2 separate regions of the Anser cygnoides genome follow, and region 1 is linked to region 2. The links are chromatin contacts, called in public Hi-C maps. All regions are on one chromosome and are shown on one strand. The core of a region is the stretch at or near the end of the contact, and the rest is flanking DNA. Distances in the headings are between cores, read along the strand shown. Region 1 overlaps ERBIN (erbb2 interacting protein). Region 2 holds the start of ERBIN (erbb2 interacting protein).

Region 1 (2,938 bases), core at 250-2,749, 66 kb before region 2:
CACTCTATGCCATTAGTTTTGTTGTTTGAATCACAGAGATTTTCTAAGCTCAGTTATTCTGAAAGTTGGGCACACTACTGGCTTTGGCTTGGTCCTTAGATGAAAGATCGCTCTCATCCAACAGGTTAAAATTCACGTTAATATTAATATTTCCACTGCCTATGTCAAGAACTTACGGAAGCACAGAAGTCTCAGATCTCTGATAATTGCCTAGAAAACAAACCACAGCACATCTTCTAGAGAGGACAAAGTCATTGTAAATTTACTGTCAAAAGAACAGCCAAATAAAATATTAGCTATCCAAATACAGACATGTCATATCGGTATGCTTTTGTACATGAGAGGACTCTACAGTAGGCTCGATTGACTATGCCTTAGGCAAGAGGCAACAACAGTTTTAACAACAAATTAACAACAAAAACTAAACTGACATGAGAAAGGTAACAATGAGCCAGTCCGTGAAATTTAATTTTGCTTATTTTTAGAGCCAGGATTGGTATGGTCTTTACCAAACTCACTCAGCACTTCAGTATGGATGAATAGCAGCAGCCATTATATATATTTCATACTGTGAATAATGTATGAATATATATATAAAGTATGAAAATATATGTAATGTTTTCAGTACCGATCCAGAAGATAGGAAAAAATTCAGAGACTGCTCCTCTATATCAAGTGACAGAAAGTAACACTTACTGCCTATACAACAAGCTTCAGACACTCATTTTTCCTCAGCTACATCCCTACTGCACACTTAAAACATGCAGTTACTGTTGGATTAATAATAATCAATTTGATAGCTACTCCCACCCTCCATGAGGATCTGATCAACGAGCACAGCAAATTAAGATCCACATTCTGTTCTAAATCTCACTTTCCTTCAGGGTTTTTTATGGCTTCCTCTATATACTGACTCTGAAGGTTACAGAAGAGGAAGATAAAGCAGATTACTTGGGGGTTATCTAGCCTCTTGCAGCCTTATCCCACTTTCCTTCAGAAGCATCATGTGGTTAGGTTCTTTAACCTGCTATTTCCTATTTTATGTGATAACAACCATCACCCCCATCCCATTTTTGTGCTGTAGTTGATTCACAGATCATGCTTACTGTTTTACAAAAAAAAAAAAAACAAACTATCACACTTGTGGACTTTGACCATTTGCAGAGCACAGCAAGAGAAAAGACATTAGCTGGTAATCTTTAATTCTAACCACTAGATCCACAAACTGAACTGAGAGCAAAGTTCTTTTTGCAATGCAGTTTCTCACAGAAGTAATATTTATGTAATAGAAGTTAGTATTTATTTTTCCATTTCTTCTACCCCGTTTTCCTAAATTTCCGGCATTTTTAAATTCACTGGCCAATTTCTACCACAAACATGACTTTTTTTTTTTTTAAGGGGGGGGCTGGAAGATTGAAAAGGAAAATTTGGCAGTTGAGTAAGGAAGAGAATCTAAAATTATTGTCTGGACTGAGACAAAAGCAGAAAGTATTCATCATTCAGAACTCTATGTAGCAAAAATTCACCAGCTAGCCAGCACAACCTACAGAGTGGTGGTTAATCAGGATCACCAAAACAGCTGCAGCACATGCCCAAATAGGATACCAGAAAGGTCACACAAGGATTGAAGGTCAACAGGCAGAAGTATGTAGGTAATCAACCTCAGTTCTGGATCACAAGGCACAGCTGAAATAAGGAATTTCGCCTGATCTCTACCTCCCCAGAGAGCAATGATTATTTTGGCACAGCTCAATAGAGCAAATGTGCACAAATCTCCCTCTCTTTGTTTAGGCTGGATTAAGGCAATTGTAAGTATAATTGGGGTCTCGCTCACCACCTGGAGTTACACTGATCTCCTCCCCAACACAGCACAATCCTTTCTTATCACCAGGGCCAGCATTACTTACAGAGCAGAAGAGAAAACTGGAACCATCCTTTGCCTCCACTGGAAAAGATTTTTCACTCAGAAATATTGGCATTTCCAGTTTTACAGAGAATTGTGCAAGTCAAATCCACTGCTGGCAGAAGCCTTCACTGCAATGGGGTCCAGAGCTGACATCCTAGCATGCTGTTGTTTCAGCCCTGCTGCAGATGGGGGTTTGCTCTGCTGTTCATACTCTAGACATGCGGTCATATTTTTCTTTGCAACTACTAAAACCACTATTCCCAAACTTCTGCTACTCAAACTATTACTGCTAGAGACAACAGTGGCACTGCCTCTAAATCAAGTTCCACCTCTTCTCATGTAGGAGGATTTTAAGCATAGACTTGCCGAAAAAATATATTGTTTCAATTCCTTAAAAGCACAGAGAATCACTAACAAACATAAGACCTGTACAAGCCATATAGGTGATGCCCCCAAAGGAAAGAGTTTACAGCTGAATATCTCAGCTTGTGTGAAACATGAGAAAATATTTTTATTATTTTTTTTTCCTCTCCAGAGAGCACCACACCAAAAGGACCTTTTGCTGCACAAGTGGAACTACAGCACTCTGTGCATCCTTCCCATTCTGCATTCTTACAAGTGTAGAGGGCACAGAGGCAAACATACAGCCTCAGTTTGCATGACTATGAAAGCAACTTCAACTATGTACATTGCTCCCTGAGATAATTTATTCATTCTGGTCTCAAGTTTTGGACAAGCAGCAATTAGGACCTGCCTGAAAGCAGCTCCACCATAAAAAGAACAACTTTTGTTTGCTCTTCCACTCAGTCCTCTGCTTCAGCTGTCCTACCAGCTGAACATGGAAACAAACATGGAAATCAAAATATTTTCAGAGCTCAGGAATACATGCCACAACTGCCCCAAAGAGTACAGAAAAATGTTTGTATATGCTGAGTTTAAATGGAAAACTTAAAATAGTTTCAGTCACAGGCTGTATTCATATATTTATAAAATATGCCTAAATTCAGGATTTCTTCATACCTTTGATATTGA
Region 2 (3,348 bases), core at 656-3,155:
TTTCTACTGCCTAGAAAGGTAAGTCCATAAATTGCAAGCCAAATCATTTACTTGTTATCAGCCACAGAAGCCACTTTAGGTCAGCTACACGTAAAGATTTTTCCTCACGCTGTATCAAACAGAGTTGGATTGATAACTTTTTTTCTCACATACTTGGTGCTGTTAAATAACTACATATATCGCAGCTTTAAAAATTTTTCAGAAAATTGACTTTGTCCAATTCTTACATACACCAACACATCTCAGAGACTTCAGAGGCTGAACCACGAACATCCTATCTGACAAATACGCTGGTTTTGAGTTCGTCAAACAGGAACAACAATTTAAATAAGCAAGCAGAGAGCCATGGCTTCTAGCTCATTTTAAGCGTTCACCATCACGAAGGGACTAACCAATAATTGCCTCTTTGAGGCATGTGAAATGAATTTGTGGTGAGCAATACTGCTTTCGCTAAATGCACCTAGTCGGCCAGTATAACAGAACCCAGCACCAGCAGCACAAAAACCTTACACCAAAACTTTGCAATTAGCTTCCCCTCCTGCAGCTTCACACGGGACTCTTCTCAAAAGATTATAAAGGAGAAAGCGGTCAGCAGAAAATAAACACGGCTACGTTAACTCGGAAGTTCAACGGCACGTACTTTTAAGAAGTCAGATCGCTAGCAAGCTTTTCTTCTTTTAAATGGGGGGGGGGGGGGTCCCTCAAGATAAACCCGGGCAAAGATCAAAACACAGCAGCACAGACCTTCCCTATACAAGCTGAAAAATATGCAGTCAAACCCGTCATCTTGGGGACAGAGAAGGGGCGGAGGGGAGGAAGAGAGTTGGCGGCAGCCGTCGAGGGGGAAAAACTGAGGCAGGCTTTACCGAGGGCACATCGTTACGACGAAATTTAAGAGCTATTTATTTTCAGGAGGACGGGCCAGAGGCTAGCCGATCCCCCAGAAAACAAGGTGAAAAGCAGGGAGCGCCGAGCCTGGGGATCTGCCGGTGAAATAAGACGGGATTACCTCCTTCGGGACTTTCTCATTTCCCGAGAACTTAATTAGCTGGCAGGGCTCGGTTTCGCAGGGAAGGACTTGGAGCAGCAGCCGCGGAGCCGAGCGGTTTCAGTTCAATACCTTCCTCCGGCCGAACAAAGAAACTTCTGTGCCCGAGGAGCTTAAAAACTTTCCATCTCCCCAGGTCCCCTCCCCGAGCCCCCAGGAACACAGCCGCCGCCTCCGCGCCGACAGCCCCTCGCCGAGAGGGGCACAAAGGGCTGCCGAACGACGCGAGGCGGTAAAACGCAGGGAAAATAAATAAATAAATAAATAAAAGGCCAAAAAACAGGATATAAAAACGAAGCGTGAACTCCTTCCTTTCTCCCCACCCCCCTCCGGCAGCAGGGGAAGGATCGCGGCTCTGCCGCTGCCCCCCCCCCCCCCGGCCCTCCCCGTGTCACTCACCTCCTCTGCCGGGTCCAGCGGGCAGCGCTTTCTCCCGACCCCCCGGGGAAACGTCTTAAATCCGACCGACTGCCCCGCTCCTTCGGGAGGGGAGAGAAGGGGGAGGAGAGGAGGGAGGAGAGAGGGGAGATAGAAAAAAAAAAAGAGAGAGAGAGAGGAAAATATAAAAAAAAAGATGCAACAGCTTTCGGCGAGGACGGGGGCGGTGTGCGTGAGCGCGGGGGGAGGCGGCCGAGCCGAGCCGAGCCGAGCCGGGCAGAGCCGAGGAGAGCCGATCTCAGCCGAGCCGAGCCGGGCTCCTCCCGGCGGCGGCTCCGGGCTGTGCCCCGCGGTCCCCGCCCCGCACAGAGGGCGTCCCCCGGTCCCCGTCCCCCTGTGTGCCCCCCCCCTCCGGTGCCCCTCACCCCGCCGCCAAGGGCACGAGGGGCGCGGGACGCCCTCTCGCTCCGTGCCGCCGTCCCTCCTCACCTGCCTGCCCGCCGCCGCCGCCCTCTCCCCGCCTCCTCTCGCACACTTCCCCCTGCTCCCCGCGCTCTCCGCCTCCCCCCCGCCCGCCCCGGCGACGACGGCGGCGGCGGCGGCGCCCCGGGGCGGGATGGATGGGTGGATGGACGGACGGATGGGTGGATGGGGACACACGGACAACGGGAGCGGGGCGTACGAGGGCGGGAGGCCACCGCCGCCCAGGCCCAGGCCCAGGCCCAGACCCAGGCCGGGGCCGTGCGGGAGCTGCGGGAGCGCCCCCACTGGCGGCGGCGGGAGGGGAGGGTGCGGGGGGAGGGGATGCGCAGCGCCACCGCCGCCACCGCCGCCGGGCCCCAGCCGGTGCGGGGCCGAGCGCGGCAGGCGACGGCGCGGCCAATCCCCGGCCAGAAGGGTTGTGAGGGACGGGCCCCGCAGCCAATGGCGCCCCGCGGGGGGCGGGAGCGCGCTGTGGAGGAATGGGCTGAGGTGGGGGCAGGGGGGGCCGCTCGCCTCGCTGCCCGCTGGGCGGCCGGTGGGGCGTTGTGGAGGTGGGTGCTGGCCGAAAAATGGGGTAAAATGCTAAAAAGTGGCGTTTTACACGAGCCGCCGGCCAGCAGCGGGGAGTGGCGTGTCAGCTCGGTGCCAGCCTGAAGTGAAAAGCCCCCTGAACCCCACCAGCCCCCGAATCCAACGCTCCTTCCTCGGGGTCGGCGGCTGCCTCCCTCGGCTCCTGACGGGGCTTTGGGCGAAAATGCCTCAGCCCCGAGCACCGAAACAGGGCTGGGCTGGTCTGTGTGTGCCCACTGCATTTAACACTGCTGTTACTTCCTTCAAAGTTACTGCCTGTGTGCGGGAGCCGTGTGTTGGAGTCACTGGGTTGTACCCAGATACAGCAAATAGGCGTGCCTTTCCGTGAGGGCAGCAACACTCGCTGCTTCTTTGCTGTTCCGTGAATCTTCCATCTTTACATACAGCCCTCCTCGGGGACTGCAGCTGTGCCTAGGTCTAAATAATTAAACTGAATTAAATATAGCCATCAGAGCTGGTAAATATACATCTTTATACATACATACATATATATATGTATATATATACACTCCAATAAATATATATTCCAAAACTTCCTTTTATTATTTTTTTTTTGTTGTTGCTCGGGTAAGCTATTTTTTTCAAATAACTCAGCTTTGGTCTCAGGCCAAGCATGAGAGCTTCCGTCCCCAAAGTTCAAAGCACTGACAACAAATTTAGAGTTTCTCACTGTAAGGCGCTACAGCGCTGCTTTTAAGAAAGTTGCTAGTATTTTGTCTCATGAACTCATGATCATTCCTGTCTAACGACCAATAATGCATCCCGATCGTGATTAATACAAGTGCCTTTCTGCCACAGATGTCCTCCATCATGAACTCTACAAGGCACCTGTGTTACGCATGAGGTTA

The links. Hi-C and Micro-C count contacts between places; a contact is called where the count stands out from the background.
Region 1: a Hi-C map of liver shows a contact between it and region 2, with 20 times the contacts expected there. The contact joins the enhancer-like site here to the promoter of ERBIN in region 2. A contact is called at or near these places in 2 of 7 Hi-C or Micro-C datasets (both in liver).

What each region holds. Positions count from the first base shown.
Region 1 is chrZ:76,540,297-76,543,234 of Taihu_goose_T2T_genome, reverse strand. All of the region lies in intron 5 of ERBIN (erbb2 interacting protein), which reads right to left. Among named protein-coding and RNA genes, the nearest start is that of ERBIN, 66 kb to the right of the region's middle. Within about 2 kb of position 1,499, at least 1 of the 3 cell types and tissues checked has open chromatin away from gene starts, as enhancers often do. A contact at or near this core is called in liver, where this site is marked.
Region 2 is chrZ:76,474,574-76,477,921 of Taihu_goose_T2T_genome, reverse strand. ERBIN (erbb2 interacting protein) reads right to left here and starts at 1,905. Exons shown (of 28, transcript XM_066988609.1): 1 at 1,852-1,905; 2 at 1,448-1,527.